Regions from separate parts of the Sus scrofa genome. Here regions 1, 2 and 3 are each linked to region 4. A link is a contact called in public Hi-C data. All regions are on one chromosome and are shown on one strand. The core of a region is the stretch at or near the end of the contact, and the rest is flanking DNA. Distances in the headings are between cores, read along the strand shown. Region 1 holds the start of TIMP3 (metalloproteinase inhibitor 3). Region 2 overlaps SYN3 (synapsin-3). Region 3 overlaps SYN3 (synapsin-3). Region 4 overlaps SYN3 (synapsin-3).

Region 1 (2,700 bases), core at 111-2,610, 120 kb after region 4:
CTCTCAAGGCCCTTGATAAAAACTGGTTCTACTTCTTACCGAGTCTCTAATCAAGATGCTAAGTCTGATTTGAAAGAGTCACCATGATGTGACCCCTGGCATCTTTGTTCTCTTGGTGACAAATCCGTTTTCCATTGCTGTGTCCCCCTCCCCACACACATTCAAGGAAAAAAAAAATAACCTTCCTGTGAATTCTCACAGCTATATGATAAGTGATCCCTCACACACGCCACCTTCTGCTTGCTATCAACACTCTCAAACACAGTTTCTCTGGGGAGGGTCAACCCCAAGGCTTTCTTCTCATTTTTCTCCTTAAATCTACCCAAACTGGTCAGGCCAAGAAGCTCAGTTAGCACTTGCCTAGGGAGTGTGAGGCTCGGTTGGGTCTCATTGAAAAGAATTAAATTCATGGGTGCAGGAGATGAGGCAAACTCAGAAAACTTCAAGTTTCTCCTGCAACTTTCCCTGTACAAGTCTGGCGACTTTTCTTTTTTCTTTTTTCTTTTTCTTTTCTTTTTTTTTCTTTTTTTTTTTTTTTCTTTTTTTAAAGATTCACCGTCGCAGCGTTTTAGTTGGCATTCCAAGTTTTAGAAACACTCTCCCCACCTTGCTCCCCCAGCCCATCCTCCCAAGAGAAAAAGGAAATTTTCCAGATGTCAAAAGGACTATTAGGGACCTCACGCCCTAAAAGAGCATAGTTACAAGGGGTTCACTCTGGTCCAGTGGATTTCTCTGCAGGGCATCTCCCCCCTCGGTCAAGCCAGAGCCCCCGCCGCAGGAACCTGAGTATCTCCAACCCGCCCGAGCCTAGGCAGAGAAAAGGAGAGGGGTTCGCCATGCCACCCAGAGCAACACCCAAGTCTGGCTGCAGCGCGCGAGCGAGAACCGCGGGGGCTCCTGCGGGGACACCCGGAGCGCTTACCGATGTCAGAGTTGCAGAAGGCGTCCTGGGGGTGACTGGGCGAGCATGTGCACGCCTCGGCGCCCCAGTCCCCCAGACTCCAGCTGCCCAGGAGCACGACAAGCCCGAGCCAGGGAGTCATTGCCGCTGCCGCTGCCGGGCTGCTTTCGCCTCTCCAAAGTTGCGGTACACGCCGCTGGCGGGGTCGCTGCAGCCTGAGCTCGCCCGCCCGGCCGTGTGGAGCAACTTTGGCTTCGGGTACGCCGCCCTCCGAGTGCCCAGCGGGACGGGCTGGGGTGAGGCGAGGTTGCCTCGGCGCTGGCACACGATTCGGCGAGTGGGCAGTCACTCTGGGCGAAGAAGCGGGAGCTGTAGCAAGAGCTGGAGAAGCCCGAGGAGCAGGAGGAGAAGAAGCTGTCCCAGCGCCCGCCTGCTGCCCGCTCTGCGCCGCAGCCCGGCGGCCGGGTGATATAGAGCGCGTCCCCCCGGCACGCCCCTCTCCGGAGCGCGGGGCCCGCCCCCTCCGACCAATGGCAGAGGCGCATTACCTCATCGGCCCTCCAAAAAGGGGGCGGGGCTGGGGGCTCGGGGCGACGGGGCGGGGCCGCCCCCGGACAGTTCAGATCCTTATAGGGAATAATGCTGCTATGGGCACGCGAGTGGGTGGGCTGGACGTGCCTCTGATACGCGCTTGCAGAGAGGCCGTCAGAGCGGCGCCCCCGTCCGCTTCTTGCCTGCACCCTCGCCTCTTGCCCACCCTGCCCTCTGGGAGCCTCTGACCCAAACCAGAATCAACTGCCATCCACTCCAGCACCAACCCCTCTGGCAGGTTAGAGGTGGCCCTGGCCCTGGAGATTTTGTGGCTGGTGGAAAGGATAGCTGATGGCTCTCTACCTTCTCTGGAGAGTGCAGACTCTGGGGAAAGAACTAGGTTGATGACCTATCACCACACACCCCCGCTACACCCCTTACCTCCATCCCTGACTTTCCTGCATGGAAGGGAGCCATCTGCTTTTTGGAGCTAACAGTAATAAAAGATTGTTTCCTGGGTTCAGACAGAGTAAATTGTGAAGTCATTCAACAAACATTGTTCTGGATGCTGGCATGAGCAAAAGAAACTACTCCTATGGAACTGCAGGCTATATACATCAGTAAATACATAGGGTGATTTTCTAAGGTGCCATGAAGAAAATAAAACAGAATAATGAGCTAGAAAGGACTAGGAAGGGCGCTGCTGTCTATGGGATAATAAGAAGAAGTCTGGCTGAGGAGGTGACATCCTGGCTGAGATGAGAATGAAAGCCTCAGCCATGTGGCAGTCTTGGTGGAGAGAACATCAAGTGCAAAAGCCCTGAGCTTATTTAAAAAAAAAAAAAAAAAAAAAAAAAAAAAAAAAAAACAGTTAAATAGAAAGGGCAGGAGAAAGGAGTAACCCCATCTAGGGCAGACAGGTTTCCATCCTTTAGCAAAGAATTTGGGGTGAACTGACCCCAAACTGGGATAAAAGTAGATCATGGAGAACTATTAGCTGTAATGGATAACTGCTAATAACTAATACTATGACCGTTTTTATTATTCGGTAACACATTGATCCCGCCTTATATTTTTCACACCTCACCTCATTACATCTCACAATAATCCTTTTAGATAGGAAAAGCACAAAGTATTATTCACACTTTCCAGATGAGGAAACTGGCACAGTAAAGTGACGTGACTTGGCAACCATCCAGGAACTCGATTCACCGCTGCCACCTTAAGAGGGGCATTTATTTTCTTGGACCTTAGCAGCAGTTAGCTCT
Region 2 (2,700 bases), core at 190-2,689, 97 kb after region 4:
AGAGCGATACACTTAGTTTCCAGGGCCAGTCTGTGGTGGGTAGACAAGTCCTGGCCGAGTCATGAAACCGTAGTGCCAGCCACCTGGATCACTAACCACAGAGTAGTCATGGGCAAGTCAGTCTCATCCCAGGACGTGTTGCCCCAACTGGGAAGCAAAGAGATTGCATAATGGCCCTTAAAAATCTATAAGTCCATGTGGCCCTGCCTGTGGTCTGGAAGGCTCATCTAGGTGGGCAGGAGAGGCTTCTTTAAATTCTGGTCCTTCCTTCCTGGGTGCAGCAGTTGGCAAGTGGCTGGATTGCTGACCTCCTTCTGAGGCTCTAGTGCAGTAGCGGACAGATGGCAGAATCTCCCAGAGGCTTATATCTCTGAAAGATCTGCTGCTTCACATCAGCTTAAAAGTATTCTGTCTTGAGAGGCTGTCTGCTCCTAAGTGGCCCTATAAGAACTCTCCTTCTTGAGTTTCGCCCACTCTAGGCTGGAGCACAGGAGCTAAGCTGCAGTCCACCATTGTCTCTGCTAGTTGGATAAACTGGGGCAAGATTCTTTACTTGTCTGAGCCTCCATTTCCTCATCTTTCAAAATAGCATGCATTCCTGCATTTAACAAATATCAGAGTTGCAAATATGATCTAAGCAGTGAGACACACAAGTAAGGACTCTGCTCTTTCAGTGCTTAAATGATGATGGCAGAGACAGAACAATAAACAAATACCCAGTAAGATGTCAGGTGCTAGAGAAAAGGAGATAGAGAATGGGGGTGGTGGGTGGAACTGTAAGATGGGGTGGGCAGGGGAAGGCCTCTCCAGGGAGGTAACATCCAAGTTGACACCTTCATGATGAGAAGGAGCCAGCCAGTGAAAATCTGGGGACAGAGTGTTCCAGGGAGAAGGGACAGCAAGTTCAAAGTCCATGAGACAGGGACAGACTTGGAGCTTAGAACATTCAAGGGACAGCCAGAAGGCCAGTATGGCCACAGCAAGGCAAGAGGAGACAGAGGCCAAATCCCACAGAGCTTTCTAGAACTCATTATGGAATTGGGAAGCCACTGGAAGGCTTTAAGTAGGGTAGTACCAAGATCTGAATGACATTTTAAAAAGGTCACTCTGGCTGCTTTTCGGAGAATGGAGTGGAGGGAGGGATGGAGTGAAAGCAAAGGAATTAATAATTGTCATCGCCCCCCCTTCCCTGCCCACCTCCCAGGGTCACTTTAGGCGCCCATGAGATTCATGCTGACACCTAGAGAAGTCCAGAGGCACGAGAGGAGGCCTGTGTCCTCACATGTTTTAAAATCTACTTTTACAAGTAGGAGCTTGCAGGTCCTGGCACCAGCTCCTTGGAACTGTGTCCCTGTATGGATTTCAAGGAAATAGGGTAGGGCAGCAGATTCTACCCTGCTTGAGCTATGCAGCTGTCCAGGCACAGATGAATTCACATATTTAAACTGGGAGCTTTGCTCTCAGCCACGCCTGACTCTGCTTTTGCTGCTGGTGCCGGACGGGGGTAAGCTAACACCCAGCAATGTAGAGAAACCGACACTCCATGCAAACTCCCTTGCCGAATTCCTGGCAGAAGCTCATCTCTCCTGGCCTCGCTTTCAGGACTGAGAAGGAAAGAGAAGGAAAGCTGGAGGTTTGTTCACTTAGGGATTTTTAATTTCAGAGTGGGCCCTTGTAAGGATCCTTGTAAGAATCATGGTCAGCAAAGCCCTGTACCCCAAGATGAGATCCCAGGGCTCAGAGCAGGAGAGCTGGAAAACATGCTGTCTGTGGAGTTCCAGCCCTTTTCCTTCTGCTGGGCTTGGAAGCCAGCGTTCTGGATTCAAACCCATCTCCACCTCTAGACGTCCTCAAGTGGAGTGAGAGGAGAGTGGAAGCAACCTCTCAGGGCTGTCACAAGGTCGAGTAGGAGAGCAGATTTGAAGAAGCCTAGCTCAGTGCCTTCACTCACTCACTCACAGGACTCTGGGTGACAAGCTTGGGCCTGGATAGTGGACACCCTGGTGCTTAGCAAATGTTTGGAGAAACTGAAGATGCACAGTAAATTGTATTCCAGCTAAAATGCACTATCTAAAATGCCAGGGAGTTCAGAGAAAAGAATAATTAAGATGACATAGTCAGAGTATAGAGTTTTTAAAAAATTACTGTTAACATCTTAAGACCTCAATTGCCTGTGATCTGTACAGTAAGGACACTGAAATTTCCCAAGGCCTCACGGCTAGAATTTGACAAAAGAGAGTAAGGTATCTGTTTTTCTGCTACAGTTCCTGGTCCATGCACTTACCTGCCAGTTTCCTGGGGCTTTATCTATGCTCTTTCTGTCTTTCTTTTTTTCTTTCTTTCTTTTTTCTTCCTTCCTTCCCTCCTTCCTTCCTTTCCTTCCTTCCTTCTTTCTTTTTGTTTTTTTAGGGCTGCATCTGAGGCATACGGAAGTTCCCAGGCTAGGGGTCGAATCGGAGCTATAGCTGCCAGCCTACAACACAGCCACAGCAACTCAGGATCCAAGCTGTGTCTGCAACCTACACCAAAGCTCACAGCGACACAGACCTTAACACACTGAGTGGGGCCAGGGATCGAACCCATGTCCTCCTGGATACTAATTGGTTTCATTACTGCTGAGCCACAATGGGAACTCCATATGCTTTTTATTTTGTTACATTATTTATTTCTTATGTAAATAGTACAACTTTACTGAAGAAA
Region 3 (2,700 bases), core at 47-2,546, 75 kb after region 4:
TTCGATACACCCTTTGCAAGTCAAGAGCTACAGTGTTGGATGACAAACCCACAAACCCAAGCTAACCTCCTTTTGTTCCCTTGGGGCACTAGATACAAATAGGATGGGGGGAGCCCCCACAGTGTGTAGGAATGATGAATCAGCCTGCTGCTTCACTGCTGTGTAATCTCCTTGTAGGCAAAACCTCTGGTTTGCTGCGTTCTAGCTACATGATCTTGACTATATAACCTTTCCAAGTCTCACCTGCAAAGTAGAGGCTAATTCCATAGGGTTGCAGTGACAACTAATCCATGTGTGGCTTATCAGGATGCATGGTACAATGCTCATTCACCGTGACTTATATGGAGTCTTATATTCATTATAACAATTATCTTTGTATCTGGAGCCCAAAGCTCAGTGCTAAGCACAGAGAGGATGGGGAGGAGGGAAAGAGAAAGCAGGGAGGGAGGATGATCAGATAACCTACTCCTGGATCCCATACCTTCTTGGATTAGCAGACCGGTAACCTGGAGACCGGCAGAATCCAGTGGCCTCTCTGGGTAGAAGGGTAATGACCAGTTCTGTGGGTAATCTCATATTGGGCTGTTAGCAGGGGCAGAGTTGATAAAAGATATTAGACAGTAGTTGATGATCAAAGTAAGATGGCAGGGAGTTTTGGCGGGGGGGTCATAGAAAGAACACGCAGGATTAGAAAGGAATCCTGACACTTCAGCTTGGGAAATAGAACTGCCTTTAATAAAATGTGTGACTTTGAGCAACTTATTTCCCTTTGAGCCTAGATCACAAGTAAAACAAGGGATTTTATTTTATCTAATGCCCAGCACCCTGATCCATGGACCTGAGAAACGGTGAATGGCCAGCATAAGACCAGCATTTGGAGTGGGTGTGTGTGCTCTGAAGTGGATAGGAAAGGAAGTATTATTTGGCCTCTAAACATCTCCTCAGTAGCTGTTCTTACACCCAGTGTGAGTGGAATGGGACATTCTGCCCACAGCAAGGGCCTCTGGTCAACCTGGCTTCCAGGTCCGGAAGAAGGGAAGCTAAGCAAGCTGAGGAACTCTGCCCAGCTCTTCCCCTCCCAGCTCTATGCTGGCTACCAAGCATCTCACAATGGGAAGGATTGTTCTAGAGCAGGCAGGGAATGCACCTCCTGAACCTCTGCTTTTGTTTAATCTGCTTTGGCATTTGCTCCTCAGCCGCCAGGGGTTACACAGTGGGTGTTTTGGGTTGATACTGCTCTTGTTGGTCCCCCTCCGCCCACTCTTCTTTCCCCGTGGCTGTCTGAAGACATAAGCTGGTCCCATGACCAGGCTTGGGCAGCCAAGGGCAGCTGGCCAGGGCTGACTCTGGACATTACATAACCAGAAGGCTGTGGATGTTTCCAAAATTGAATCCAAAGCAACAGGTTCCACAAACTCAGTACATCTAATCTCAGGCCTCAGGACACAGGAATAATGCATAGGAGGTCTGCCTCTGAGATGGCTGAGTACCACCTATAGGCTGTGTTATTCCTCCTCTCAATTCCATCCAGGGGGCATCAAGGCTTGTCTCCTCTGGGGAGTTTCCTCTAAGCTAGTGGAAATAAGTTTCCTCATTCCCTTATTAGATGAACAAGCATTCACCAAGTCCCTCTAGCCTGCCGGGTCCCACCCTAATTGCTAGGAATGCAAATACGAGCACTGAGTACAAGGCTGGCAGTCCACTGAGACCTGGGCACACCCCATCTTGAACCTCTGATTAGTCATGCACATGTGTCTTCTCTCCCCGCCTGAGTGTAGTTCCTAAGCATAGGAAGCACGTCTTCCTCGTGGCCTCCAGGGCTCCCGGCACAGAGTGCTGCACGTAGGGAGGCACTGACAAAGGTGGGATGTGGCCAGCTGCCAAACTGTTCAGAGCAGAGGCCCAGCTGGCTGCTGAAGCACCCAAATGAGCTCCTGCTTAGAAGTAATGCAGCTGGTGTCCCAGGGCACTTAGAATCCTGAAATGCCTGAACCAGGAGGGCTCTTAGGTATACCCAGTCCAACCCCGCACTGTTAACAGATGGTAAAACTGAGCTCAGGAAAAGGGATAATTCTAAGGCAAGTGAGCTAAGTGGAAGGAAAATAGGGAAAGAGGGCGCAGTTCCTACCTGGGTTTGAAGTTCCTGTGATCAGCACAAGGCAATGTGAAGTCTTGAGGGGTTAAACCTAAGTTGTGACCTCAGTGACTACATAAGACCAATAGGCATTGTTGAATCTCAAAAAGTCAGACCTTGGAAGAGCCCAGAGAGAGCATCTAGTCCACACACCCCACCCCCGATGTTACAGATGAGAAGACCAGGAAGAGGCAGGGCCTTGGCCAGTGTCTCAGAGTTACGAGGTAACAGGGCTATCTGCTGTCTAGTTCCAGAGCCCAGCTTCTTTACAGCTGCCTCTGAGGGACTCTGCCTGCCTTAGCTCTGGATGAAGCATCCACCACCCATCCCTTTCTGCTGCCTTGCCTACATCCTCTCACACCAGGTGTAGGACTGGGGCTGGGGCTCAGACACTGAGCAAACACACACCAGAAGTCAAATCCTACTTGCCTCCATTGGCCAAGACTCACTGGCAAAAAAAAAAAAAAGAAAAGAAAAGAAAGAAAAATCCCCCCAAACCTTCATGGGGCCTAGGATTGGGCTGCGGCCACTCACCTTCATCTGCTTGATGGTGTAGACCAGTGTGC
Region 4 (2,700 bases), core at 73-2,572:
GTATACCTAGATCAAACCATGTACCCCTTAAATATATGACAAAATATGTTGTATGCCTTAAATCTATACAACTTTTATTTGTTAATCATACCTCACTAAAGCTGGGGTAGGGAGGAGAAGAAAAAGACAACACTTGGATTTGAGCCCGGGCCTCTGAGTCTATGCCAAGTGTATTTCCAGTGTCTTCAAACCCTGGAATGTTATTCTCTTCCTTACATTACCTCTGTCCACACCACAGCATCTGGTCCTGTTGAGCCCACCCCAAGTTGGCATGAGTGGACTCTGAGTCTGTGCAGAAAGCAGGAGGAAATAGAAATTTCTCCTGGTGCTGAGTGTGGCTCAGGTCCACTTGGGGTGCAGGATGTGTGTGTTATTCTCTCTTAGAAATCTGTCACTCAGACCTCAGATTCTACCTCTCTGAATGTCAGATTTTTCATATGTAAAAGATAATAGTATTATATTCTACATAGTTTTTATAAGGATTAAATGAGATGTTGTATGTGAAAGTTTGTTCCTTCATTCCACATATGTTTATTAAGGGCCTACTATGTTCCAGGCTCCATTCTAGATATTAAGAATTATATCAGACAAGGGTTAGGCGGAAAACAAAAATCACCCCCAAATAGTTTAGAGAGATTCTAATGAAGGAATCACTTACAGAGGCATATGTGGAGCTCAGAGAACATGAGGCATCGAATAGTAACAGCAAGAAGCGTTATCATCATTAGGAGAGGAAGGAGAATTATTAGACTAAATCTGGTAGGTTTAGGCTAGACTTGGGCAGGAGGGACATGCAGTTGAAGCAATAGTTTTAGAGGAACTTGGCTACCTCCAAAGTCATGGCGCTGAAGCCGGAAGAAGCACCACCACCTCTGCCCTCCATCTCCTGCTGGGGCCTCACTTGGCCCAGTGAGCAAGAGAGCCGATTGATGCTGTCTACAGAGGGGCTCAGAGCAGCGCAGAGAAGAATGGCGTCGGGGCGGGAGGGTCCCCAAAGAGAATAACTCTCAGGAATCACCAGTAAACAAAACAGTCCGCTTTTCTGCTCGGCCACGTTCTACTAGTGCTTTGTAAATCGCAAAGTATTGCACACGAGTTGATTAAATCATGAATAATTATAGTAATTAAGTTGATAGCACCCCTTGCTCTGGTTTCTGTCAAACACCCAAACCGAGGGTGGACTGCCAGCCAGCTCGAGGTGCTCAAGAGCAACTCAGACAATCCAGGTTCTCAGTAAAGTTGCATAATTCTATTTAGAGAGCAGAGCAGGGGCCATTCCAGGGCATGTTAAGATTCATGCCTTGTGGATGGCTGTGGCCATTCTGGGCCCAAATTCAAGCCTGGCTTCACAATGGAGCAATAAAAAAAAAAAAAAAAAAGGGCAGCCGTGTCCATACAGACAGATGGGATTCGAAATACAGGACAGGAGAAAGCAAGAATGAAAAACACCCAAGGAAGCAGACGTTAATGAGGCCCCAGCCTAATTACGCAAGCCCTGCTTTCAGTGTCCAACATTAGGCAACACTAAATTACAGGCACCCGTTCAAACCACAGCGGCTGATAATGTGTCTCTGCTCATTAGAAGGTCAGACCTCAGAGAAGGTTGAAGAGAGGGAGCCAGAAAGCAAAGTAACATAGGACCTTGCAGAAAGGCATTGAAGACTCTTAAAAACTCTACCCCCATAGCCACCCCAGGCTTTTAGTTTCCAGGGAGGATGTTTGGGGCAAGATGGAGTTGTGTGGGCCTGTCCCATAAGAGAATTTATTTTACAAAATCTTAGAGGTCCAGAGTTAGTAGAGTTCCTTAGAGTTTTCTGTGTGTCCTCTTTTTACAGATGGGCAAACTGTGGCCCAGGAGGCAGGGAGGAGGCTGACTTGTCTGAACCCTCCTAACACATTAGTTTTTGTGTCAGGATCAGCTCTCAATCCTGAGAACTCTCAAAACATCCCGTCGAAGAACATTATAAAATAATGTTTACTTCACACATAATTGTTCAAAGTCTTCCAAGCTTCCTGAACTTGGAATTTCAAATTCCAGATACTCATTCATTCGACAAATATTTATTGAGCAAGTTCAGAGTGCCAGGCACACTCCAGCAAGTCACAAAGAGCTCAGTTTCTGCTCTCCTTTCTTGGTGCCTGTGTCTGTTTGGAAAAGTGTTCCCTTCAGTTCTCCTAAGTGGTTACATACCTACTGAGCGTTTCCTACTTTCCGTTTTTTTTTTTTGTTTTTTGTTTTTTGTTTTTTTTTTTCATTTATTAAAGATGTGCCAGGGGATACAACCGTGAAAAAAATAGACAATAGCTTTTGTGGAACTGAGATTTAAGCTACAGAAAACTGACAACAAAAAAGAAAACAAATATGCGTTCTAATGGCAGATCATGAGAAAAGGTTGAAGGAAAAGGAGATGGAGAGTGACTGGTACTTGAGGTGGGTAATCAGGGAAGCCTTCTCTGAGGAGGCAACTTGAGTAGAAACCTAAATAAAGTGAGCAGAGTGAGCCCTGTGGATTTGGAGGAGGAGCTTCCCTTCTCTGTCTTTGTCTCTCTGTCTCTCTCTCTCCCTCTCTTGACTGAATGGATGTGCACACAGGTAAGGGGCAGCTTTGGGGCCAGAAGAGGCAAAGAAGGAAGGCAGAGACCTCCCTTGGCCTGGTGCACTCCTGTCCCCTTCTCTGCCTTCTTCCCCGAAATCGAATT

What was found. A called contact is a pair of places that touch in the nucleus more often than the background predicts.
Region 1: a Hi-C map of skeletal muscle shows a contact between it and region 4, with 4 times the contacts expected there. A contact is called at or near these places in 3 of 5 promoter capture datasets (fetal liver and liver), 8 of 47 Hi-C or Micro-C datasets (embryonic fibroblasts, epiblast stem cells, fetal liver and 4 more) and 1 of 2 datasets of targeted methods (skeletal muscle).
Region 2: a Hi-C map of skeletal muscle shows a contact between it and region 4, with 2.1 times the contacts expected there. A contact is called at or near these places in 5 of 47 Hi-C or Micro-C datasets (liver, psoas muscle and skeletal muscle) and 1 of 2 datasets of targeted methods (skeletal muscle).
Region 3: a Hi-C map of skeletal muscle shows a contact between it and region 4, with 1.9 times the contacts expected there. A contact is called at or near these places in 5 of 47 Hi-C or Micro-C datasets (brain, heart right ventricle, liver and 1 more) and 1 of 2 datasets of targeted methods (skeletal muscle).

Annotation. Positions count from the first base shown.
Region 1 is chr5:12,241,239-12,243,938 of Sscrofa11.1, forward strand. It overlaps TIMP3 (metalloproteinase inhibitor 3), which reads right to left and starts at 1,361. Exons shown (of 5, transcript XM_003126073.6): 1 at 923-1,361. The coding sequence starts at 1,043. All of the region lies in intron 6 of SYN3 (synapsin-3), which reads left to right.
Region 2 is chr5:12,217,797-12,220,496 of Sscrofa11.1, forward strand. The region is part of intron 6 of SYN3 (synapsin-3); the gene reads left to right. All of the region lies in intron 1 of TIMP3 (metalloproteinase inhibitor 3), which reads right to left. Among named protein-coding and RNA genes, the nearest start is that of TIMP3, 23 kb to the right of the region's middle.
Region 3 is chr5:12,196,000-12,198,699 of Sscrofa11.1, forward strand. All of the region lies in intron 6 of SYN3 (synapsin-3), which reads left to right. TIMP3 (metalloproteinase inhibitor 3) reads right to left here. Exons shown (of 5, transcript XM_003126073.6): 2 at 2,669-2,700. Among named protein-coding and RNA genes, the nearest start is that of TIMP3, 45 kb to the right of the region's middle.
Region 4 is chr5:12,121,234-12,123,933 of Sscrofa11.1, forward strand. All of the region lies in intron 4 of SYN3 (synapsin-3), which reads left to right. Among named protein-coding and RNA genes, the nearest start is that of MIR9790, 94 kb to the left of the region's middle.